Regions from separate parts of the Mus musculus genome. Here all the other regions are linked to region 1. Evidence: chromatin contacts called from public Micro-C, promoter capture Hi-C and targeted proximity ligation data. All regions are on one chromosome and are shown on one strand. The core of a region is the stretch at or near the end of the contact, and the rest is flanking DNA. Distances in the headings are between cores, read along the strand shown.

Region 1 (4,036 bases), core at 921-3,420:
GTAGGAAAAAACTGAAAGAGTTGTCCATTTCTAAACATACTGGTCTACATGGGAATAAAGACTGAGATCTAATGAGCAACAAACAGTCCTAATATTGGCTTTCAGCCACCTTGATTCTTGGCTGCTTGACCAAAGCTAGGCTCCCTGAAGACTTTTCAGGGTCTGGGCCAGTTTAGATTTGAATTTCTTCTCCTAAATATCTCATGTCAACGTCATCAGGCTTGATCTTGCTATTTGGGCAAACTAATGAGATTCAGAGATCAATATTACAGTGACTCAGTGTTCTCAACTGTAAAATGTAAATTCATGTAACAAGATATGAACTCAATTGCTTGAGAACAAACCCTGGTTTGTTCAAAGTGTTTATGGCTAGATACAGTGGCATTTGCTTGTAATTTCAACACTTGGGAGACAGAGGCAGAAGTAAATTTAAGGGCAGCCTAATTTACAAACTGAGTTCTGAATGAGCCAGTACTACACAGGGAGAATGTCTCAATATAAAAGCATATCCACCCACCCACCCATCAACCTACCCACCTTTGAGATGGGGAAGGGTGGGGTGTCTTACTATGTTACCAACGCTGATTTCAAACTAAAGGTATTTTCCCACCTCTGAGTAACTGGGATACAGGCATGTCATCATGCTAGTCACTCATGTACCTGAAACCTAAATTTGACAGACCCAGTCTCACAGGCATGTTCCACCTGGGGCATTTTAGGAATATATAATTTAAATCATATCATATGACTCCACCTTTGAGGTTGCATTCTAAATATCCCACCCCTACCCCAATCACCTTTGCCACCATCCCTTTAAGCTTATATTCTGAGATATAATGAGGGATACAGCGGGGACACCTAGGAGCTTGAAGCATCCTCAAACATTTCTTCAAGTTTCATTACAACGGCCTTAAGATTTCCAACACACTCTCCAGGGCCCTCTGGGATATGTCCCATGACCACTGGGACATTAACTGGTCTGTTTTGTATACCATTCTCTCCTCAGAAATTACTAGATAGCCTGATACACAGGAGACACCTGAACAATGGGCTACTATTCTCCTCTGTGACAAGGCAGCTCAAAGTCCACAGTAGGGATAGTACCAGCCTCTACTGATAGGTGTTCCACTCTCTTGTCAAGGGCCTTTAGGCATCTATTTACCTGGAGGCAGCCAGGATGAACTATCTCGTTGCAGATGCAGCATTCCATGAGTTTCTTTTCAAAGTCCTGGGTCTCTTCATTCTGATCTACTTCTCCACAGAGAGAACACGTAACTGAATGAGGCAGTCTGGGCTACAAAAAGACAAAGATCAGAAGACCAGATTTTGAACCTTTAAATTTCATAGTCCCTTTAAATGAAGATAGGAGACTTGGTTCACTTGGGGTGTACAAAGACAAGATAGTAATGACTGACAAAGACTTGGGACTGAACTGCCTAGAAACTAGACCATCAAAGGCAATTAATTCACTCTTTGTTGGCTTGTCTTTTCTTATTAAGATAACTTCCTTCAGGGGGCTGGAGAGATGGCTCAGCAGTTACGAGCACTGACTGCTCTTATAGAGGTTCTGAGTTCAAATCCCAGCAACCATATGGTGGCTCACAACCATCCGTAATGGGACTCAATGTGCTCTTCTGGTGTGTCTGAAGACAGCTACAGTGTACTACTCATATACATAAAATAAATTTTTTTTGTTTGTTTGTTTTCGAGACAGGGTTTCTCTGTATAGCCCTGGCTGTCCTGGAATTCACTTTGTAGACCAGGCTGGCCTCTGCCTCCCCAGTGCTGGGATTAAAGGCGTGTGCCACCACGCCCTGCAACATAAATAATTCTTAAAAAAAAAAAAAAAAAAAAAAAAAACCCAAAAAAACCAAAAAAGACATCTTCCTTCTAAACCCATCTCAGTTAAGTCTCCCTGACTTTACATATACACAATTTCTCTGGCACCAATACCAAGCCTTGCAAAATTTTCACTCGGATCACTTACTGCTAAGCACTGTCGGAGGACACAGGATTGCTTCATGCGTCCAGGTCCACCAAATTTCTTCATGTCCCTGCAGTAGTGGCAGACTCCACATTCTCCTTGCACACAAGCTTTGCATTTCCTGCACCGCACTCTTCTCCGCCTGGCTCCTGACACAATGGGGGAGGCTGCAGCAGGCCTTACAGGTGTTAAGCGTGGAGCTGGCTTCATGGTGTGAGGCTTTGTGATGGGAATTGTAGGAACCCTCACCTTTGGCCTGGTAGGGAATTTAAGCTGGAAAAAGAAAAGCATGGTCAACTATATCCAGCTGCTTTAAAACTGAAGAGGGCAGAAGACTGCTCTGTAATGTACCTGGCCTAGGACTGGCAAAGAGATGTCTGTAGGCAAAACTGGCCACAGTAGATTTTTTTTTTTTTTTTGGGGTTTTCGAGACAGGGTTTCTCTGTATAGCCCTGGCTGTCCTGGAACTCACTCTGTAGACCAGGCTGGCCTCGAGCTCAGAAATCCACCTGCCTCTGCCTCCCAAGTGCTGGGATTAAAGGCATGCGCCACCACCGCCCGGCACAGTAGATTTTTATAAATAAATCTTTATAAATAAATTTTTACTGGAACAAAGCCATGCTTTATTTATGTATGTACTATCTATGGCCATTTTCAAATGCTATATAATATGACCATTTTTGTCTGTGTGGCATACAAACACACAGAATCTCCACAGAAAAATATGCTAACTTCTGTCTTAACACTGCTATCTCTTTTAATTTAGAGAGCTGTAAGACTTGCTCCTCCCTAAAGCTTTCTGGGTTAAGTCTGATGGTACTTATGACAAACCCCTAAACAGGCTGACAAAGTCCTAGATGCCTTATTCATTTATCACTCCAAATGGAAGTTCACATGACTTGTTATTCTGCATCTAATAACATTTAAGTGTGGAATAAATTTCAATGTTTATAATTTTGATACATGTTTATTTACCCTGCTAGAAACCTTTTCAAGGATAAGAACCATATCTTATATTCCTTTAGTTTCTCACTATTTCTTAAATAATTTTCTGCCATGAAATATCTAACAGCCATAAATGACTGATTTGTTTTGAGGCAGTCTCTCATGGCAAGTGAGATTCCTAGACCCAGGAAGAGGGAGGTGGCTCTTTAAAGATACTATTCAAGTTGGGTAGTGAAGGCCCAGAGGCAAGTGGATCTTTTGAATGCAAAGGCATCCGTCTATAGAGTGAGTTCCATGACAGCCAGGGCTACACAGAGAAACCCTGTCTCAAAAAAAAAACCAAGAATATTCAACCTAACACTTTAACATTCTGCCTAATACGGCTTTGCTGGAGAGAAGCTTAGTCTGGCTCACAGTCAGGACAGAAGACCCTGTCACAGACAGCAAGGTAGAAAGTTACACAGGAAGTAAGCTATGAAGTATGTAAAACAAAGGACAGACAATGTATCTGCTGATGGAAATTCTTTTTAATCTTAGCTGGGTGTGATAGCAATCTACCTGTAATCCTAGCAAATAGGAGGTAGAAGCAGATCATGAATTCAAGGTCAGCTCTGGAAACTTGCTGAGACCCTGTTTCAAAAAGGGCAGAGTGGTAAACTCTTAAGCTCACGGTCTCACCGTATCAACAACAACACCTCCCAGTTATGAGATACATATGGACAGGTTTAAACTAGCTTTCCCTCATATTTAGCTGAGTTTCTGCATCAGGAGAATAATGATATCTATTTTGGTCAACAATGCAGCAAAGCATCTGAACCCGGTGATAGTTTTGTTAAGTCAACTTCAAAGAGAGACAATTACCCTGAACTATGAGTCAGGACAAAACCAAGTAATGATTAACCATCCGTATTTTATTTATTTCCTCATTTTTTGAGATAAGGTTTTGCTATGCAGCCCTGACTGGCCTGGAACTTACAACAATTTTTCTCCCTCTATTTTCTGAGTGCTGGGATCAAAGAAAGGCCTGTACCATATGCAGGCCCATTGAGGAGTTGTTGTTGTTTTTGTGAGACAGGGTCTCATTCTGTAGCTCTGGCTGTCCTAAAG
Region 2 (3,884 bases), core at 524-3,023, 390 kb before region 1:
CACAGAGACCTCAGCCAATGTGATTGAAGGGTGCATTCCTGAGAGGGGTGGGGCTTCTTTTGGGTGCTTCCTCTCAGCCTCTGTCAGAGCATTCACATATCGCAAACCTCACATATCACACACACAAACACACTACACACCATGCACACAATACACTATACACATATACCATACATACCACAAATGTTACATGTAAAATAAACATACATATACATACATATACACAATACACATATCACACATACATACACACATCACACACACATACATTACACACAAATACATACCACATACACTACATATCAAGCGCGCACACACACACATAGACACATCACACACAGAGACATATACACACTCATAGACACATCAGACACACACCACACACACAGTCACATCACACACACACACACACACACAGGCACACCACACACATAGGTACATCACACACACACATAGGTACATCACACACACACAGACACATCTCACACACACTCACACACACCCACACATACCCACACATACCCACACACACATACCACCTTGCCCTTTCCACTCAGTGCCCACTGAGCCCACTCCCTGTGGTACACCCCTCCCTATTCCAGCTGCTCTCTTCTCATTACGCCTCACCTGACCCCTCTATCCTATAGGATTGCATCCTCTCGGGGTCTCAAAGTCTACTGCCATTCCCAACAATATGATCACTCAGCCACAGGCTCACCACGGCTACCACATGAGACTGTAAACACTGGTGTCCACTCTGCAGCCACACAGCTTCAGAGCTTCCTAGTGTCCACTGTGTCCCTCCTGTCCTGTGTCTTCCATGCCCCAGATGATGGCACCACCCTCTCTCTGTTCTTTCACTTTTATTTTTGAGACAGTATCTCATGTATTCACTTCAAATTTCAAACTTGAGATGTAGCAAGATGACTCTTTGAATACCAGGTCTCTTTTCTCCACTTCTTGTATGCTGGACTTACAGGTGTGCACAGCCATGACCACCCCAGGATCACCCCAGGACTCTGCTCATGACAGGAAGCACCTGACCAACTGCACTACATTCCGCCTTTGCTCCCTTCATAGAGCCAACAAAAGCCCACCTTCTGCTTCACCACACATACAAAAGTCACACACAAACCAAAAACATATACAGACATGCCACACAGACAAACCATACCACATACACACACTAACCACACATTACAGACTGCATACATACACGTACACCACACACATACTACATACACCATACATACACACTGTACACACACATAAAACAAGCACACAACACACATACACACACAAACCACACTACACACATTGCACACACATACACATACACCACACACATCACATTCACATACTATATACACCGTACAGCCGGGAGTGGTGGCGCACGCCTTTAATCCCAGCACTCGGGAGGCAGAGGCAGACGGATTTCTGAGTTCGAGGCCAGCCTGGTCTACAAAGTGAGCTCCAGGACAGCCAGGGCTATACAGAGAAACCCTGTCTCAAAAAAACAAACAAACAAAAAATTATATACACCACACACAAATAAACCACAGCACATAAAAACCACACACACACACACACACACACCACACTACAGACTGCACACACATACACCACACACACATAAACAAAAATCACACACGCATGCACACACATGCACCACATATATACCACACACACATACCGCGCGCACACACACACACCATGGACAGTATTAGGAGGAGGCGGCCCACACTAGACGGGGTGGGGCCTACTAGACAGGGCGGTCTTTGATGAAGGAAGTCCCAACCAGCTGCTGGTGCCCAGAACTGCAAGCCCTTGATCTGGATCTGGTCATGGAGGTGGAGCCTCCGCTCTACCCTGTGGCCGGGGCCGCGGGTCCTCAAGGGGATGAAGACCGGCACGGAGTTCCTGATGGGCCAGAGGCTCCCGTGAGCAGGGCAGGGAAACACAATGGGACACCGGACCGACTGCCCCGCGGGGCACCCGGGGGGGGGGGGGGAAGGTCCCTGGGATGGGAGGCCCCCTGTACCCTAGGATGAGGGGCGGGGCTCCAGACTGGGGACCAGGGTCTCAGAGTAGGAACACACTCTGGAATAGGGGATGGGGCTCTGAGTGGAAAGCTGGAACCCGGAGTGGGGAGCAGGGATTTAGAGAAGAGACCAGGACTCCGGGTCAGGGGGACAGAGATCCAGAATTGTGGACTGACACCCCGAGTGGGGTGCGGGGGCCCTGGGATGGGGACTAGGACCCTGGATGGGAAACCTGAGTTCCTGGAAGCCGGGATAGGGTCTGGAGTCCGACCGGGGAGCCAACATGTGATTAGTGATTGGCCCGCAGTTGGACGAACTCGTGGGTGCGTACCCCAACTACAATGAGGAGGAGGAAGAGCGCCGCTACTACCGCCGCAAGCGCCTCGGAGTGGTCAAGAACGTGCTGGCGGCCAGCACGGGTGTCACCCTTACTTACGGCGTCTACCTGGGTAGGGAGGACACACTAACCCTGCTAGCCCTCTGCTTCCCCTCCCCCTCCACTCCCGAGCTTGGAAAGAGAAACCTTGCGGCTAGCTGGCCTCCTTCCCCTTTCACTTCCCGGGTCACATCTGCTGTTGCTGTGGCGTGCACTTGGGACTGGGAGGCGGGGTGTGCCACAAGCCAGTGTGCCCCCAACCCAGCCAGAGACTCGGTGCGGGAGGCTGGGAACGGGAGTCTTGTTCTTATCCTGGTCCTGATGAATACAGGAAAGGGTCGCTTAGGTGACTCGGCGCCCTGCCAGCCTTGCCGTGAGCTTGTTTAGTTGTTCTGAGCCAGACTGATTAGAGCTCTCTACGATGCTCCCTGTCCCCAGGCCTCCTGCAGATGCAACTGATCCTGCACTATGATGAGACCTACAGAGAGGTGAAGTATGGCAACATGGGGCTGCCGGACATCGATAGCAAGATGCTGATGGGTATCAACGTGACGCCTATCGCTGCCCTGCTCTACACACCTGTGCTCATCAGGTGCCAAACTTCTGTTTCCGCGCCCCCCCCCGACTTTGTGGGGTACAGAGACTGTTGGATCATAAGGCCACCTGCTGCCCTCCTATTTTGGACTGAGGCGAACTGCAGAGAGGCCTTGCTTGTTTGGAAGAGTGAGAAGGAAAAGGGGAAATCCCAGCTATAGAGGAGGAACCAAGAGATCCCCCATCCCCCCTCCCCCCATCTGCACATTTGGTTTCATGGGGACTCTGGCATCCTACCAGACAAACTGTGACTTCCTGGGCTACAGCCTTGAAACCCCCAGCACAGCCCAGGTTCTCAGCCCAGTGAGCCATGACTATGTTGAAAAAAAAAAGGTCTCACAGAAAAGGTCTTAGCTGCAGAGGCTCAGGTTGGTCAGGCTGGAGCTCTAGGGCACATATGGTTCAACCTCCAGGCCATTGCAGAAATGTTCCCCAGCCTGATGAGACTCCTGAAATGGGTAGATTGGGGAGGAAGGGTTTATTTCACATGATAGTCCATCATCCAGGGAAGTCAGGGCAGGAACTCAACCAGGTAGGAACTTGGAGGCAGGAGTGGATGCAGAAGCCATGGAGGAATGCTGCTTACTGGCTTGCTCAGCCTGCTTTCGTATAGAACCCAGGTCTACCACCCCAGAGGTGGCACCACCTAAGTGGTCCCCCCGCCCCCCATCCAGAAGCAATCTAGAAAATTCATCATAGGCTTGCTTCCTTACAGGCTAATCTGTTGGGGGCATTGACTCAGCAGAGATTCATTCTTCCCAAGTGACTCCAGTTTGTGTGTCAAGTTGACCATCAACTAACCTGCACACAGGCTCTCACCCAGGAGCCTCAGCTGACTCTCAGGATTCTTCTAGTTCAGCCTCCTGGGTGCT
Region 3 (4,360 bases), core at 258-2,757, 300 kb before region 1:
GAGTTTTGTTTACCTCTGTGTCTGTGCACTGTGTGTGTGCCTGGTGCCCATGGAGACCAGAAGAGGGTGTCAGATCCCCTGGTACTGGAGCTATAGTGGGAGCCACCATATGGATGCTGGGAACTGAACTTGGATCCTCTGGAAAAGCAGCCTGTGCTCTTAACAGCTAAACCATTTCTTCAGCCCCAAATGAAATGTAATTAAAACAAAGAAGAAAAGGCCTACTTAGTGTAACATAGTGCTTCTATTTGAAGTAATCTAGATTTTAAAAGAAAGTTTTATTTTATTTATTTTAATTGAGTGTAAGAGCTTGAGGTAGAGATGGGTTCGATTCTCAATATCCACATGGCAGCCCACAACCATCATAGCTCTAGGGCCAGGAGATCCAATGTCCTCTTCAGGCTTCCACAGACACTATATGGAATGTGGTGCACAGACATTCAAGCAGGCTAAACACCATTCACATCAAACAAAGAGGCCTGGAGAGATGACTCAGTCATTAAGAGCACTGGCTGTCCTTCCAGGGGCCCAGGCTCAATCCTGAGCTCCCACATGGCAGCTTGTCTGTAAAATTCAGTTCCAGAGCTTAGAGACCCTCATATAGACATATGCAGGCAAAACACCAATACACATACAATAAAAATAAATCTTTTTTTTTTTTTTTTTTTTTTTTTGGTTTTTTTCGAGACAGGGTTTCTCTGTGTAGCCCTGGCTGTCCTGGAACTCACTTTGTAGACCAGGCTGGCCTCGAACTCAGAAATCCACCTGCCTCTGCCTCCCAAGTGCTGGGATTAAAGGCGTGCGCCACCACCGCCCGGCAATAAATCTTTTTTTAAAGGATAGTGTGAGGGCTGGCTGCTATTCCAATGGACCTGGGTTCAGTACCCAGCACATGACAGCTCACAAGTGTCTGTAACTCCAGCTCCAGGGAACCCAACGTCATCACACAGACTCATTTCACATAGATACAAATGCAGGTGAACACCAATGCACATAAAATAGAAATAAATAATTTTTTAAAAAGTGCTATGTGGGGGGCTGGTGAGATGGCTCAGTGGTTAAGAGCGCTGACTGCTCTTCCAAAGGTCCCAAGTTCAAATCCCAGCAACCACATGGTGGCTCACAACCATTCGTAACGAAATCTGACACCAGAAAAATGACACCATGCTCCTTCTTCTATCGCCCTATTCCTCTGAGGCAGGGTCTCTCACTGAAGCTGGAGTTCAAGTTTCTTTGGCTAGGCTGAAAGCCAGCGATCCGCAGCCATCCTCCTGACTTCAGGTCCACACCTGACTTGTTACCTAACTACTAGGATCCATATGCTGGTCCTCAGGGTCGCACAGCAAAGGGCTGCTCCTCACGGTCGCGCAGCAAAGGGCTCCTAAATGTTGAGCCCTGACTGTCTCCAGCATCTGATCTGCATGTTTGGAAGGACAGGGGAAACGCTCCTGATAAGAAGCTTAGCTTAAGGCCAGCCAGCTCCCAGGGGCAATGGAGAGATGAACTTAAGCTCCCAGCAGGGTCTGTTTGCTCTCGTGCTTGCTCATCTTCAGTCTTTCTGTTTGCCAGTCTCCAGCAGCTCACCTGACTCTTCTCTCCCTCAGCACAACTCAGTTTTTAAGAAAATTTCTGGGGAAACTTTGCACAGGGGATAAAGCGGCTATGCATAGCACAACCCCAAACCCAATTCTGTCAAGTACTTTGTGCTAAGAATATTTTAAAGATCTGAGAGGTGGCTTGGTGCTCAAGAGCACTGGCTGCTTTTCCAGAGGACCCAGGTTTGGTTCCCAGCACACAAGGCATCTCTAGCTGCCTGTAACTCCATTTGCAGGAGAGCCATCGCCCTTTCTGCCCTCCATGGACACCAGCACAGAGCTTGGGAAAATACTTATATATATATATATATATATAATAAAAATAAGTAAATCTAAAATAAATAAGTAAATAAATAGATAAGCAGCAGCTGAGGAAATCCCCTTGTAAAAGGCACCGTGGCTTGATGAAGTTTCTTCCGCCAAAACTCACAATCTCATTCAACTGTCAACATGACAGTATTGAAATAGCCAGGCAGTGGAGGTGCAAGAAGTCAGGCAAATCATTAACTTCCAAGGCCAGCCTGGTCCACAGAGTTCCAGGACAGCCGGGACTACACAGAGAAACCCTGTCTCAAAAAAAAACCAAAATAGACAGACAGACAGACACACACACACACACAGGAGAGGGAGGGAGAGAGAGAGAGAGAGAGAGAGAGAGAGAGAGAGAGAGAGAGAGAGAGAGAGAGAGAGAGAGAGAGAGAGAGAGAGAGAGAAAGATCAGGAAAGAAAGGAAGGAAGGAGGGAAGGAAGAAAGAAATGCTACTAAGAGGTGTTGGGTGCTGGTGACAGACTCCTCAAGAGTGCTTTATCGCTGAAGATTAGATTGCCAGGCTCCTCTGTGACACCTGTGTCCTTCCCCAGGTGTACTTCTTCCTTGCCAGAAGCTGGGTGGATTCAGATACAATGTTTTTTTAACTCCAGAACCCTGTAGCCTCTCCCCTGTAGACAAACAGTATCTTTTCAAGATGCTAGAATGTATCGAATAACGATTAGCTTCTACTCAGCATTGTAGCATTGTCCCTGTCAGCTATTATCAAGTAATCCCTGTGTGCCATGGCAACGTGAATACTGGCAACATCTTTCATGTTGGTCCTAAGTAATATTGACGCTCAGATTGCTCCTTACCCTTCCCAGGGCAGAAGGGAAGAGGCTGCAGACTTGAAAGAGGGGCTCCTGAAGGACAAGACAGGGAGCCAACACAGAGTCAGAATGACAGGCAGGTGATTAAATGTTAAGGAAGCTAATGAAGGGGAATGCAGAGCTCAGCTACAGAGTGCAAGATCCTCAAGGTGAGCGCCAGGAGTCCAGAAGGATGGATGGATGGCTACTTGAATGGGCCTCATCACACAGTGGGGATAGGGCCACCGTAGAGGTGGAGCTCAGGTGAAGCTTAGAGATTCTCTTCCAATTGGTCCCTGGTGGCCTTGCTGTGTGGTTGAATGACAGGCTTCTATGGGGTCTGGTGAAGTTGTTGCACTTTTCCTTGGAGTGTTTGGTAAGTTCTTGGGCTCATTTTTTTTTCACACAGTTTTAATATACACACTCGCCCATGGGTTCCAATCTATATTGAGTAGCTTATAGACGGTGTCAGTCAGAGACTGTGAGTGGTGCTGGTTGGATAATGGTGATTACAGGCACAAAGGAGATGCAGTCATCCTGTGTCTGCATTTACACTCCAAGGAAACACTCAGCCCAAAAGCCACTGTCTCATGCAAATTAGAGCATGGTGGTGACTCAGAGCATTTAGTGGATGGTGACAATCTACACAGTTACCTAGCCTCAGGGGTTCTCTTACAACAACAAAATCCAGGCTGAAAAGAGAAATGTCCTTCTCAGCCTTGGCTGTCCTGGAACTCACTATGTAAACCAGGCTGGCCTCGAACTCAGAAATCCGCCTGCCTCTGCCTCCCAAGTGCTGGGATTAAAGGTGTGCGACCTGCCAAGAAATGTCCTTCTTATCTTCAAGCACAGAATATTGAGGCCAAGGAGAGAAACTTGCAGGAACAACCTGAGCACAGTCCACAGCTGTGATCACAACATTTCAGAGATAGACACTCACACATCACCAGCAAGGTAAGCAGAGGCCCTCTGTATAGTTTGTGACCCTTCACCAGGCCAGCCTCAGGTCACAGTGCCTCAGTCTATCCCAAGGCAGGGAACTAGCTTGGCCTGTAGCCAGGTGTTGAGTGTTTCTAGGACTGACTGGCAAATCAACATGGGTCCCCCTTCATTAGATGTTGGTTCATTTCTCTTCTTCTGCTCTTAACCCCTTCCTGTTTCAAAGGTCAGCAAATATTAAGCAGGAAGATGTCCTGGTCCCACCCTTATGTGCAAGTTTCCTGTCCTCTGCCCTTTTCCAGCCTGAGGGTCCCAGAGCCCCCTTTTCAACAGGAAACAGCACCAAAGACACCTCTTCTGTCTTACAAACTTTATTAGTGCTGGGAAAACGGGGACAAGAAGCTCTTGTCTCTTCAGTCCACTACTGTTTGCCATTGCCATTGATGGGACGGTTCACATGTTCCGGGGAGGACAGAAAGGCCTTGATCTTGGGCCGGGCACTGAGGCGAGCCACATAGGCAGAGAGCAGGGGGAAGTTGTCCAGGCAGCCAGGGGCCAGGACTTGGTGGATCAGCAGCAGGTCCAGCAAGTTGTAATCGGCAAAGGAGATCTGCAGGGGCAGGAGGTGTGGGTCTCAGAAGCTGGGAGGAGGCTGGGGCTGGGGGGCAGAGAGCTGAGGGCCCCCACCTCCACCCCTTAGCTCTGCT
Region 4 (4,225 bases), core at 1,279-3,778, 360 kb before region 1:
CTTTGACACCTTCTCCAACCAGCGTGCCTGTCTGCTGAGCTGCCCTGGGATGGAGAAGCTTAATGGCCTCCGTTACCCGCCCTATAGTCCCCGTAGGCAGCAGCTGCTAAGATGGGCTATCGGCTCTGAGAGCTGCACCCTTCTGTAAACACCACACCGACTCCTCTCTCCTGCTGCCCTGCCCCAACCTATTTAAGCTTTCATCTGCTTCCAAGTCCCCAGTGGTTCCTGAAAGGCGAGTGCCTAGTCCAGCCTGTGAACACCCCATTTCTGGAATTTTTTCTGAGCTACCTGTAGCCAGGCATGACATGTAGATGGCTGGTCCAGCCCCTTCTCATAGCATAGCACCCTCAGCAGCCTTCCAACCTTCTGCTTAGACAGAGAAGCCCCCTCAATAAGTTTGGGCAGATCTAGTGACTAAGGGGGACTTACTTTGTCAGATCGTAACAGGATCCCAAAAGACAGAGCAGTTGCTCACAACTCCATCCACACCTGGAGGGTGGCTTTGTCCCACCTGAAGTGACATGACCATGGACCCAGATCAGATTATTTGGTGGAATCTGCCTGTCTGAAGTGTGTTCATTAGTTGCTTTCCTGTGACTTCTATTAAATGTCCTGATACGGACAAGTTCAAGAGGGAAGGATTCTCTTGCAGCTCATGGTCAGAGGATTCAGTCAGCTTCAACATCTGATGAAGTTAAGGATCTTGCCAAGATCCTGGCAATCCATTCAATGCTCACTTCAGTCACAGGTGTCATCCTCAGAGAGAAGCAGAGGGTGAGGATGTAGTTCAGTTGTATTTTGTCAAGTGTGTGTGAGGCCAGGAGAAAGGAGAAAGGTGATATGGGGTGATGTGTCTTAAGACAAAGGTTATGTAAACACAGGAGGAGACTGGAGAGGTGAGACTACAAACCAGACACCCGGAGCTGGAAGAGGCAGGTGGCTCCTCCCCCACAGGCTCAGGGGACAGGCCTCAGCATATTTTGTTTTTGTTTCTGTTTTTGTTTTTGTTTTTGTTTTTTTTCCTCTCTGAGGCAAGGTCTTGGTATGTAATCTTGGCTGTTCTGGAACTCATGGCAATCCTCCTGCCTGAGCTTCCCAAGAACTGGAACTACAGGTGTGAGATACCACACTCAGCTTGGTTATGGATTTGTGTCTTCAGTGTTATGAGAGAACACAGCTCTGCTGTCTCAGCCACTTTGGGATATTTGTCTCCTCAGCCTGGCATAGGACAGAGCAGGGTACAGGAAGCTCCCTAGTGGTTTGATTTCACACTCTGCCCATTGCTCTCAGGGTCATGACTGTGTGGGGTCCTCTCTGGTTTAGTTTTCTTTAAAATGTATCACTAGTGAGTTAGGTTTCACACAGCCTGTAGCCCACACACAGTGTAGCTTTGCAACTGAGGGTGGGAAGTCATCTTTGGGACCCACCTGATGCTCTCGGGAAGGCCACCCCGTGTAAGCCATCCTGTGTCCCTGCCCCCGTTCCTACTGTGCTCCCTTCCTGGGCCCATGGACACTGAGCTCTGACACTAGCAAAGATTCGTGGGCCAGAGCTTTGTACTGTGCTGTGGCTCCTAATGGCTGAGCTCCAACCACAAGGAGAGGTTATGCCAGACACCCACTGGCAAAGACACCCTCTCTTCAACCCTGAACTGGGTGTGTGTTTGATGCCTGGGTCAGGGAGGGGTGGGGCATAGGGTCTGGTCACCAGTGAGGGACAGTGGCAGGGCTCTGTCTCCTGCTTCTTAGACCCTAGGAGGTACTCGGTGAGGTACAGAAACACTGGGAGCCTCCAGTGCCGCAGCCCCAGACACACAGCCAGAAGCTGTGAGCTGTCTTCTCACTCCCAAGAGAGTGTCTCAGAAATCATGATACTAAAGGGCTGGGAGATTGCTTGGTGGTTAACAGCACTGGCTGCTCTTCCTCAGAACCTCCATTCAGTTCCCAGCACCCACATGGCATGTCACACTATCTATGACACTACTTCCAGGGGATCTGATGCCCTCTCTGACCTCTGTGGGTTATCAGGCATACATGTGGTGCACAGATACATGGTAGAAAACCACACACATGTGCACACACACACACACACGCACACACACATTTATGACATTAAGCTCAAAGAGGTTAAATAATTTGACTAGATCTCACATGTAAATAGGAAATAAATAATTTCCCCCATTGAAGCAATCCCCCTGCCTGCAAAGTCTCCTCCACAACTGCCAGTGCCCTTTTCCCTACTCCATGTGTGTCATTTAGTCACAGGAGAGTGGAAATAAAAGTCCCAAACCTTTTTGCTCTAGACAGGAACACTGTCATTGTGTGTGTGTGTGTGTGTGTGTGTGTGTGTGTGTGTGTGTGAGAGAGAGAGAGAGAGAGAGAGAGAGAGAGAGAGAGAGGAGATGATTTAGCCCCAGGAGGCTTCCTGGAGGAGGTGGTATCGATGTCAGGAAACTGACGAGGTTTGTCTTCACCTTTCACCCCCATGACTTTTCTCCTCACTAGCTGACTCCTTTCAGCTTCTCCAGAACATTCAGACGCACAGAGAAGCCCGTACAGCCTGCCATTCCGGTTCCCTAGAGCTGTGCCCAGGAGGCAATGAGGGAGGGAAGGCGTGGAGTTTAGGAGACAGCTGCCCCACCCACCACCTGTTAGAGCTTCAAGACCAGGCGCTGCACTGCCAGATAGGGCAAGGCAGTGTGACCCCACCTAGAAGGATCGGCAGAGGCAATTGAGAGCCTGGCTACAAGAGTTGCTGCACATCTGGAGCCAGAATGTCTGCTGCAGAGACAGGCTCGGAGCCCTCTCAGGGGTAGGTGGGGCCTCTGGAACTGGTGGCAAAGGGGCCTCAGTACAAAAAAAAAGGCCCTGGGTGGGGGACGGATGTGTTGGGAATACAGATGTGTTGGGATACGGAGTCACGGGTGAGGGGCAGGGCTAGGAGCTGAGGGTTTGAGACCAGCAGTGAGCCTATGTCATTACAACAGGACAGCCTAGGTCATTACAACTCTACAACAGGACCGGAGGCCTAGGTCACAGGTACACAATCATCTGCCTGCTTCTTCTGAGCCTCACGTTCCTGTTACATATAAGAAACACCCAAGAGTCTCAGGACGAGGGGCAGACCTCATCCTGTCTGGAGAAGCTCCATGATGCTAAGGTGGCAGCCGCACAAGCAGATGGAGACCTGGCAAGGGACATTAGAGCTGCCACCAGGATCAGAAAGGAGGGGACCTCTTGGGAGGCAAGATCAGAGCTGAGAAGTTTGTCTGTCTGTCTGTCTGCCTACCTGTCTGTTTGAGTCAGGGTCTCACTGTGTAGCCCTGGGGGTTCTGGAATTAACTGTGTAGACCAGGCTGGCCCCAAACTCACAGAGATCTGTTTGCCTCTGCCTCTGGAATGCTGGTGAGCATTACCACACCCAATCCAGTTTTAGGTTTAAAAAGCTATGTTACCAGTGGGGCTCAGTGGTTTTTGCCTGTCATCTCAGCTCTCTAGATGTTGAGGTAGGAGAAGCATGAGTTCAAGGACAGCCTAGACTGCGTAGTGAGAAAACAGGGGCGTTGTGGATGACAGAAGGCTTGCCTAGAGTGCATGAGGCTCTGTTTCTGATCCCCCAGGACTGAATAACTGAGTGTAACTGCACATGTCTATAATCTCAGCACTTGGGAGGTAGGAGTGAAAGCATGAGGGTCAAGGGTTCTAGGTCATCCTTTGATAGATAACAAATTCAAGGCTACACAAGATCCCATCATCATCCCACCCCCATGCCGAGTGTGATGACCCCAGCACTCCAAGGCAGAGGTAGGTGGCGCTCTGTGAGTCTGAGGCCAGCCTGGTGTACATGGAGTGTGCCAAGCCAGCCAGAGCCACATAGTGTGATGCAGTGTCATTAAAAAAATAGTGTTGCTCACTGTGGCTCTGGAAACATTACATTCTCTTGGAAAATCTGGAAGCAACTGAAAAGCATAGAGGAAAGGATAAAAACCATGTGCCTAGAAGCTCAGCATGGTGGCACACATGTCACCTCCATACCCAGAAGCAGGGGGACTGCTTCAAGTTGAAAGTTACAGAAAGAGTACCTGGCCAGCTAAGACTGTGCAGTGAGATCCTGTTCCCATCACCACTTCCACACACCTGCCTCACATCAAGCAAAAGCAGCTGGGCATGAAAGCTGGGAAGCCGCTGTTGGCAGAGACAGGGATCCCCCTTGGTTGCAGTGA
Region 5 (3,753 bases), core at 1,214-3,713, 270 kb before region 1:
AGGAGAATCCAACTGTCCATGGCCTCAGATAACACATGAGAACTGGCCACATGCTTACACATGGGACACACTCAAATATATGTGTCACTCCTGAGGGTAAGTGTCTGCCCAGAATGAGTTCACCAAATGAGGATTTAACTAGCTGATACCCTTAGGGCTATAGCTGTATTCCTCTTGGATGAGGGAACCCTGTAGGATTAAAGGTCAGTCGCCTCCCAGCAGGAAGTCCTCTAGTAGGACCTGGAGGTTTAGAGCCCTAAAGGCCCTCTTTCCTGGCAGCTCTGGGCCTGACATTTTAGCAAGGGTAGCCTAGGTGTCAACACGGTGTCTTCATCCTTGCCCCTTAAGCTCACTGCTTTTTTTTTTTTTTTTTTTTTTCCCAATAGGCCCTGGCTGTCCTGGAACTTTGTGGACCAGGCTGACCTTGAACCCACAGAGATTCGCCTGCCTCTGCCTCCCAAGTGTTAGGATTAAGGACAAGCCCTGCACTGGCTCCTGCCATCAGTTTTATTGGTCTGGGGTGGGGGCTGGGGGAGGCAGGTGGACTCACATCTTTATGCAAGCAGCCAGGGGCCGGTTCACATGCTCAGGAGACTCCAGGAAGGCCTTGAGCTTGGGTCGGGATTTGAGGCGCGCCACATAGGCGGAGAACAGGGGAAAGTCATTCAAGTAACCAGGAAACAGGAGCTCGAGATTCAGAAGCACGTCCAGCAGGCGGTAGTCCGCGAAAGAGATCTACAGGACGGGGGAGTGACAGGGCTGGAGCTGAGGCAGGACTGGGAGAAGCGCCACAGAGCAAAGCACTGGATGCTCCCTGCTTCTGCCTCTGCATCTGGCCTCAGTTTACCCCTCTGAGAAAGGATCTGGCAATGAGTGGGTGGGGAAAGGCCTACCCAATGCTCACCTGGTCACCAACAATGAAGGACTGGCCACCCCTGTTCTGGGCCAGGAGAGTTTCAAATGGCTTCAGGTGTCCCGGAAGCTCCTTCTGATACTGGTCCTTGCCCTCCTTCTGTGGTCAGAAATGTGCAGCCAGAGTGACCGAAGTGATCTCCCTTTCCTGCCCACCACGCTTGGTCACTAGCCTGTGGCTCCTACATACCAGGATATGGCGATACTGCCGGGCAATGCGTCTGAATAGGTCTTCCAGTCCATCGTTCACCATGTCCACCAGTGCTGCCTCTTGTTGGTCTTTGCCATAGAGCCCTGGGTCAGCGGGCAGGCAGCAGGCTCAGGTTCTGTACTTGTCCCTACATGTCCACTCAGTCTCAGCCTGGGTCTACTCTCTAACCTTAATTGGAGGTCTTCCCTGCCTACCTCTGGGATGTCATTAGAAAAATGATACAAGTTGGAAACTCACAGCCCTGGCTGTACAGACAGCGACCGCCCAGCAGCACACCAGTAGCCTTCTGGAACCTGGGCCCTGCATGATCCTCTAGGGTGACCCAGGTGGGACATTGGTGGCTGCAGGTGAGGCAATTCAAAGCCCCAGGACATTTTGAGGAACATCTCAGGTGTCTCTCAGGGCTTGGCTTCTGGACTCACCGAAGGAGCGGCCCAGGTGCCGTAGGATAGTATTGGATTGGTACAGGGTGAGCTCTCCATCCTGGAACTTGGGGATCTGTCCAAACAACTGGGAGAAGATCCCTCTGTAAGGGGTGCTGAACCTGGCTGCCCCCAATCCTAGACACAGCACCCTAAGGCTGCGCCCCAACCGAATCCCCAAGGGGGAGAGGGAGACAATTACTCACACAGGAAGCCTTGAATGTGCCTTGCTCCCAAACATCCAAGGTCACCACCTCCTCCTTCCAGCTCTGGCCCTGGTCAGCTAGAAGCATGCGCATAACCTCACAGCGCCCTGTATGGGGGTGCAGGATGAGGACACAGCGAAGAGATCTACTCTCAGAGCATCCTGGGAGAGTTTGGGAGAGTGGAAAGCTGACAAGAGGACTACACTAGCTTGGGAGCCTCATAGGGAGGGGAGATATGTGGTGATAGAGGCCATGTCCTAACATTATCTTGGAATGCGAAGACCCAGCCCCACCATGGCACAGGGAAGGAAGGAAAAGTGACAGACAGTGCAGCTATCTACGGAGGCTAAGAGGGCAGTCCTGGCCCCACCAACCACAACTGTAGTCCTGCCCCAGGTCTCTGTCCCGGCCCGGCCCCAATACAGTCTTGGTCACGCCCTTCCTACACCACTGTTGGGGATTCCCAGGAATGACCCAGAAGACTATTGTTTGTGCCCTTCGTCTTGAAAGTGCTGAGGCCACACCTCGGGAAGGGAAATAGACGATGGTGTAAGGTGGCACTAGGAGAGATAGACAAAAAGCACGATGAAGGAGGACCTTGCCTGGGCTGCAGGGCCAAGGAGCGGTTAGTAGCAGGGGTGAGGTGGGGGTATAATTGCCCCCGCCCTTGCCTCCAGGTTTCTCCTTACTGTTGGGCGGATACAGTGTGGTGCAAGCTCAGCAGGAAGAGAGGAAGTGATCGGGGCCTTATATTGACAGGAAGACTCCACCTCCTCAGACATCCCACACTGCCCCAGAAACAGACCAAGTCCTGGTGTTCAGTGTACCAGCTTCCTGGCAGACGTGGTGGGGGAGGGCAGACTCACCTTTCTATCTGTGGTGCAATATGCTACTGGAGTTTTGCAAGAGGCACACATGGTCACATGATAAGCCTCCCACTTAACACGCCCAAACCACTCGGTTTCTTGTGTGCTCAGGGGTTTGGACAGTGCCTTATATGCAGGTAGGCCTCTACCAACAGTACATGGTATAATAATAAGTGCTCCTTGTAAAAATAAGGCAATGTAGAGGAGCCGTGGTTAATCCCAGCACTTGGGAGGAGGCAGAAGCAAGAGGATCTCTGAGTTCAGCCCAGTCCGTCTGGTCGACAGAGTTCCAGGACAGCCAGGGCTCCAAAGAGAAACCATGTTTATAAATGACAAAAAATAAATAATAACAATAACCATAATAATGGCAGTGTCACCTGGAGTGATGGCACACACCTTTAATTGCAGCACTCAAAGTACAAAGGAAGGTCGGGCGGCACGCCTTTAATCCCAGCACTTGGGAGGCAGAGGCAGGCAGATTTCTGAGTTCGAGGCCAGCCTGGTCTACAAAGTGAGTTCCAGGACAGCCAGGGCTATACAAAGAAACTCTGTCTCGAAAAAAAAAAAAAAAAGTACAAAGAGAGGCAGCCCTTTCGAATTCAAGGCCAGACTGGTCTACAACCAAGATCACCAAGCCAGCCAGAGCTATATAGCAACCAAGCCAGCCAGAGCTATATAGCAAGAGCCTGTCTTTTCAAGAAAAGAATAAAGGGATTTAAAAAAAATTTTTTTAAAGATTTATTTATTATTATAAATGAGTACACTGCAGCTGTATTTAGACACACCAGAAGATGGCATCAGATCTCACTATGGGTGGTTGTGAGCTACCATGTGGTTGCTGGGATTTGAACTCAGGACCTTTGGGAGAGCAGTCAGTGCTCTTACTCGCTGAGCCATCTCACCAGCCCTAAAATTTTTTTTAAATATTTATTTATTTATCACATGCAAGCACACTGCAGCTGTCCTCAGACACACCAGAAGAGGGCATCCAATCCCACCACAGATGGCCGTGAGCTACCATGCAGTCGCCGGGACCTGAACTCAAGACCTCCAAAACAGCAGCCAATGCTCCCAACCACTGAGCCATCCCTCCAGCCCCCCCTTTTTTTTTAAATAAAGGGATTTTAACTAATGAA
Region 6 (4,210 bases), core at 434-2,933, 490 kb before region 1:
GAGGCCAGCCTGGTCTACAGAGTGAGTTCCAAGACAGCCAGGGCTACACAGAGAAACCCTAACTTGAAAAACCAAAAAATAAAAAGTGGAAAGTTGAAAAGAGGCAGAGAATCCTAGCCAAGGAGCAACCCAAGGTCAAAGAGCAGGTTTGATGGACCAAAGCGGAGGGCTTGAAACATCAGGCCTGGAGTTACCTTTGGTGGATGAACACTGCCAGACACAGTGGTGGGGCTCAGTGGAAGAGAGTATAATGTAGGGTATCAAGTCAACAGGCTGGGTGCTGCCTGAACGATGACCTTGAATTCCTGATCCTCCAGTCTCCCAAGTGCAAGGATCCTTGGGTAATATGCACCATGCCACCTAGCTCATTCTATTCTTTGAAGCACTTACAATGCTTAGGTACTGAGAAAGAAAGAGGGACTGAGGGTCAGCACGGAAGTGATTTGGGTCACTGTAAGAAAGTTAGGGCTTGGGGAAGAGGCCTGACAGGTGTTCTTGGTCTGGGGGTGGGGGTGGGGGCTGAGGGGGAGGGGGGTTTCTTCCAGCCTCTGGAGATGAATAAAGGGCAGCCCGCAGCACATTTCAGGAACCTTTGTCACAATAAAACAAGCCGTTTTTTATGGTAGCTGGAGAGATGGCTCAGTGGTTAAGAGCACTGACTACTCTTCCAGAGGTCCTAAATTCAATTTCCAGCAACCACATGGTGGCTCATAACCATCTGTAATGCCCTCTTCTGGTGTGTCTGAAGAGAGACAGTGTACTTACATACATTATATAAATAGTACTTAAAAACAAACAAACACAGCTTCTTTGTGCTCTTAGAAAACACTTCCGCCAGGTGTGGTGGCACACGCCTTTAATCCCAGCACTTGGGAGGCAGAGGCAGGCGGATTTCTGAGTTGGAGGCCAGCCTGGTCTACAAAGTGAGTTCCAGGACAGCCAAGGCTACACAGAGAAACCCTGTCTCGAAAAACCAAAACAAAAAACAAACAAAAAACCCCAACCAAACAAACAAAACCGAAGCTGCTTAAGAACAGACTCTTTTCCATCCAGGACAGTTAGACCTCACCAGCATCATCAATGTATGTAAAGGCCATGTGGTTAGTCCCACTCCTGGGTCCGGAAACCAATGGACTTGACTCTCAGAGAGCACGCCCACAGCTAGAGCCACTCCCACAGGACCCCCAGCTCTCAGGTGTCCTCTCTACAAGGTTTCAACAGGATGGTTGGCAGGGAGTCTGGAATCCGGTTAGACCGGATTCTCCCTGCCATCCTGCTGGCTTTGGAATTCAGCCACTTCAGTGAAACTGGGGGAGAAAGGGTCAGTCCTGTCTGAACCAGTAGGTCTTTCAAAGTAGCCTCCTCTTCCCTTACCCCATTTCCAAGACGATGGGGCCTGGCCAAGGTCACACCGAGTGGGCAATGGCACTGTTAACTCTTTTACCTGCTTCCTTTTATGACTCTAAGAGGTTTTGAGTACAGGACTTGGGTCGGTCGGATAGAAGTCTCCCCACCTCCTAAGCAACGATGATAAGTGTCCTTGAGATGTTACTTGGGAGTTTACCAGAGATGACAACTCAAACACAGTTTATTGAAAGTCTTTATTCCAGCTGGCTGGGGCTACACCCAAGTATCCAGGGACCCAACTGTAGCCAGCTGTGTCCAGAGCACAGGAGGCTTGAAGGTAAAAACCACTTCCTGGAGTCTTGGCTGTTTGAAGGGGTTCTGCACACACAAGCAGTTCTAACAGACGCAAATGCAAGTTAGCTAGGACATTCTGACCTTGGGTTCCTAGAATAGACTTGGGTAATTTTCCATGGGATTCTCCATGAAGATTAGATTCTAGTTAAACCCGAAATGATCGAAGCAAGAATATAAGGTGGAGGGACCTCTGCACTGTGGCGCCGGGTCAAAGAGAAAGGAGATGTGCCCAGGGTGGGCCATAGCATCCTGGGTAAGCAATCACTGCCTCCTCCTTACCCTAAGCCTCAGCTTGCCTATCTGTACAGAGGGTCCTCTGCAGTGGAAGGGCCATCTCAAGGGCACCAGGTTGAAGTTGGACTTCTAATGGCCATGGCTGACTGAAGAGGGAAGAGTCCAGAGCCTGAACTCAGTTTTTTTCCGTTCCCAGTCTGGAACTCTCATCTTTCATTTTGACCTCACACTATCTGGAGCCTTTTTCTTTTTAAATTATATCTATTTAATGTGATTGTGTGTACGTACCATGGTATGTGTGGCGAAAGTCAAAAGACAATTGTAGGGATTGGTTCTCTCCCTCCACCATGTGGGTTCTGGGGAAGAACTCAGGTCGGCTGGTTTGGTGACACTGTTACCCAGGGAGTCATCTCACTAGCACCGGAGTCTTCTTAAACATTTCACTTGCTCTGCACCCCAAGGTACACACAGAGGTGGGGTGAGCCAACAGTCGTTAAACAGACTTTCATCTGATTTGGCCACAGGCACTCACTCCAGAGGACTCACCTCTACAGGGATCCCTTTACTGCTCAGGGTTTGAAGCAGGAGCCTTCTGTGCTGTTGCATTTAGCTTTGCAATGTCATTTCTCAACACAGGGAATTGAAGTGTCACCAAGATGCAGTGTTTGAAGGACTTCTTAGCTATAAGTCTCAGGTGGGTTGAGGGCCTTTGAGCAGGAGAGTTAATGTGAATGACAGACCCATGGAAGCCTCTCTGAGATCTGTATACCTAAGCCACTGGCTTCTATCCTTGCAGGCTGGGGTGGGAGGGCCTGACTCCTTGATGGACTCTCACACACCCAAGATTCTCCCTTTCCCATCCTGTAAAACTTCAAGACCCCCCACATCATGCTGTGGTCTCTGACTCTGCAGATAAACTGTGGCCCTTCTGTTGTTCTGTTCTGTTTTGGTTTTTCAAGACAGGATTTCTCTGTGTAGCCCTGGCTGTCCTGGAACTCTCTGCCACCAGGCTGGCCTCGAACTCAGAGATCTGCCTGCCTCTGCCTCTGGAGAGTGCTGGGTTTACAGGTATGTACTACCACTACCTGGCTTCAGTTCTGATTTAGCGAGCAATTCTGCTTCTGGAAATACTTGTCTCTTTTTTTTTTTTTTTTTTTGGGGGGGGGGGTTTCGAGACAGGGTTTCTCTGTATAGCCCTGGCTATCCTGGAACTCACTCTGTAGACCAGGCTGGCCTCGAACTCAGAAATCCGCCTCCCGAGTGCTGGGATTAAAGGCGTGCGCCACCACGCCCGGCTGAAATACTTGTCTTTTTTGTTTCCAAGTTGCTGCCCTCAATCCCAATTAACAAGCTAAGCACGAAAGTTGTTCTCTGAGCCATATACTGAAGGTGCACAGATCTGTTACTATCTTAAACTGATGCGAGTAAGACCACTATTGTCCATGAAGCCTTTCTATATGTGAAACCTATTTGCCCATGTTAAGGGTTTAGTGGTTCACACCTACAGGATGAAGGAGCCAGGAGGACCAGGGGTCAAAGGTCAGCCTTAGAGGCATAATGAGTATATGACAAGTCCAATCTACATGACACACTGTAACAAAAGAAAATGAGACAAAAGATGTTTGATTTGTTTAGTTTAAGCTGCTCTAGTAAGCATGCCCTAGTTATAACCCTGCTCACCCACCTGCATTTGAAGGTGCCAGGAACCCCAAAGATTGGAAAAGTGTCCTGGCTCAGCCTCATCTCTGAGAAGGCCACATGGCCAGGGTTTCTACAGGTTTTGCTCTTGGCTGACACTTGGAATGACACTGTAGGACCTCTTAACAGACCACAGCCAGCCCCTACCAGCCTCCGGGAATCTTGCAGAAAATAGGCAGTTGGTGATAGCTATGGCTTCTGAAGCTATGGCTCTGCATCCAGTCCTTTAGGGCATGTTTCCAATAACAGCCTATGGAGTAGGAACAGTTTTTCCACCTGATGCTGAGAAGCATGTGACTTAGAGAGTCACACCTGTGACCCTAACGCTCAGTGGGCAAGAGCTGGAGAACTGCTACAAGGTCAGTCAAGGCTACGAACACTGTCTCACCTCGTTTCCACCCACCCACCCTTAAAAGAAAAAAAAATGGAGAGCTCAAAAGGAGATGCCTGGAGGAGAGATCTCCTCATCAGAAGTCACACAGCTCTAGGGAGCATAGCCTCCAAAGACAGGTTTATCTATGTAATGCTAGGCCTGGGATCCATGCAAATGAGGTGTTAGAGGAGTGCCTGCCCTGCC

Evidence for each region. Promoter capture Hi-C pulls out the DNA fragments that hold promoters and counts their contacts. A called contact is a pair of places that touch in the nucleus more often than the background predicts.
Region 2: a contact with region 1 is called in a targeted proximity ligation map of embryonic stem cells, with 2.1 times the contacts expected there. A contact is called at or near these places in 3 of 130 datasets of targeted methods (embryonic stem cells, memory CD8 T cells and pancreatic cancer cells) and 1 of 9 other capture datasets (liver).
Region 3: a contact with region 1 is called in a targeted proximity ligation map of epiblast stem cells. A contact is called at or near these places in 1 of 39 promoter capture datasets (cranial neural crest), 6 of 130 datasets of targeted methods (double positive thymocytes, embryonic stem cells, epiblast stem cells and 2 more) and 3 of 9 other capture datasets (adipose tissue, liver and pancreatic islet).
Region 4: a promoter capture Hi-C map of embryonic stem cells shows a contact between it and region 1, with 2.1 times the contacts expected there. A contact is called at or near these places in 6 of 39 promoter capture datasets (embryonic stem cells, neutrophils, pre-B cells and 1 more) and 3 of 9 other capture datasets (adipose tissue, embryonic stem cells and liver).
Region 5: a targeted proximity ligation map of embryonic stem cells shows a contact between it and region 1, with 37 read pairs. A contact is called at or near these places in 2 of 39 promoter capture datasets (the C10 cell line and cranial neural crest), 8 of 130 datasets of targeted methods (embryonic stem cells, pancreatic cancer cells and pro-B cells) and 3 of 9 other capture datasets (adipose tissue, liver and pancreatic islet).
Region 6: a contact with region 1 is called in a Micro-C map of embryonic stem cells, with 4 times the contacts expected there. A contact is called at or near these places in 1 of 484 Hi-C or Micro-C datasets (embryonic stem cells) and 1 of 9 other capture datasets (adipose tissue).

What each region holds. Positions count from the first base shown.
Region 1 is chr19:4,326,966-4,331,001 of GRCm38.p6, forward strand. Kdm2a (lysine (K)-specific demethylase 2A) reads right to left here. Exons shown (of 21, transcript NM_001001984.2): 14 at 1,988-2,257; 15 at 1,163-1,294. Among named protein-coding and RNA genes, the nearest start is that of Grk2, 23 kb to the left of the region's middle.
Region 2 is chr19:3,933,413-3,937,296 of GRCm38.p6, forward strand. It overlaps Unc93b1 (unc-93 homolog B1, TLR signaling regulator), which reads left to right and starts at 1,774. Exons shown (of 11, transcript NM_019449.2): 1 at 1,774-1,940; 2 at 2,350-2,491; 3 at 2,857-3,010. The coding sequence starts at 1,782.
Region 3 is chr19:4,031,399-4,035,758 of GRCm38.p6, forward strand. It overlaps Gstp1 (glutathione S-transferase, pi 1), which reads right to left. Exons shown (of 7, transcript NM_013541.1): 7 at 4,013-4,263. The coding sequence ends at 4,075. Among named protein-coding and RNA genes, the nearest start is that of Gstp1, 4.3 kb to the right of the region's middle.
Region 4 is chr19:3,969,800-3,974,024 of GRCm38.p6, forward strand. It overlaps Aldh3b2 (aldehyde dehydrogenase 3 family, member B2), which reads left to right and starts at 2,529. Exons shown (of 10, transcript NM_001177438.1): 1 at 2,529-2,814. The coding sequence starts at 2,777. Aldh3b3 (aldehyde dehydrogenase 3 family, member B3) reads left to right here. Exons shown (of 10, transcript NM_028545.2): 10 at 1-639. The coding sequence ends at 148.
Region 5 is chr19:4,056,984-4,060,736 of GRCm38.p6, forward strand. It overlaps Gstp3 (glutathione S-transferase pi 3), which reads right to left and starts at 2,464. Exons shown (of 7, transcript NM_144869.3): 1 at 2,441-2,464; 2 at 2,276-2,311; 3 at 1,752-1,858; 4 at 1,546-1,633; 5 at 1,103-1,206; 6 at 905-1,012; 7 at 490-735. The coding sequence starts at 2,441. The coding sequence ends at 547.
Region 6 is chr19:3,841,283-3,845,492 of GRCm38.p6, forward strand. No RefSeq gene overlaps it. Among named protein-coding and RNA genes, the nearest start is that of Gm51271, 7.4 kb to the right of the region's middle.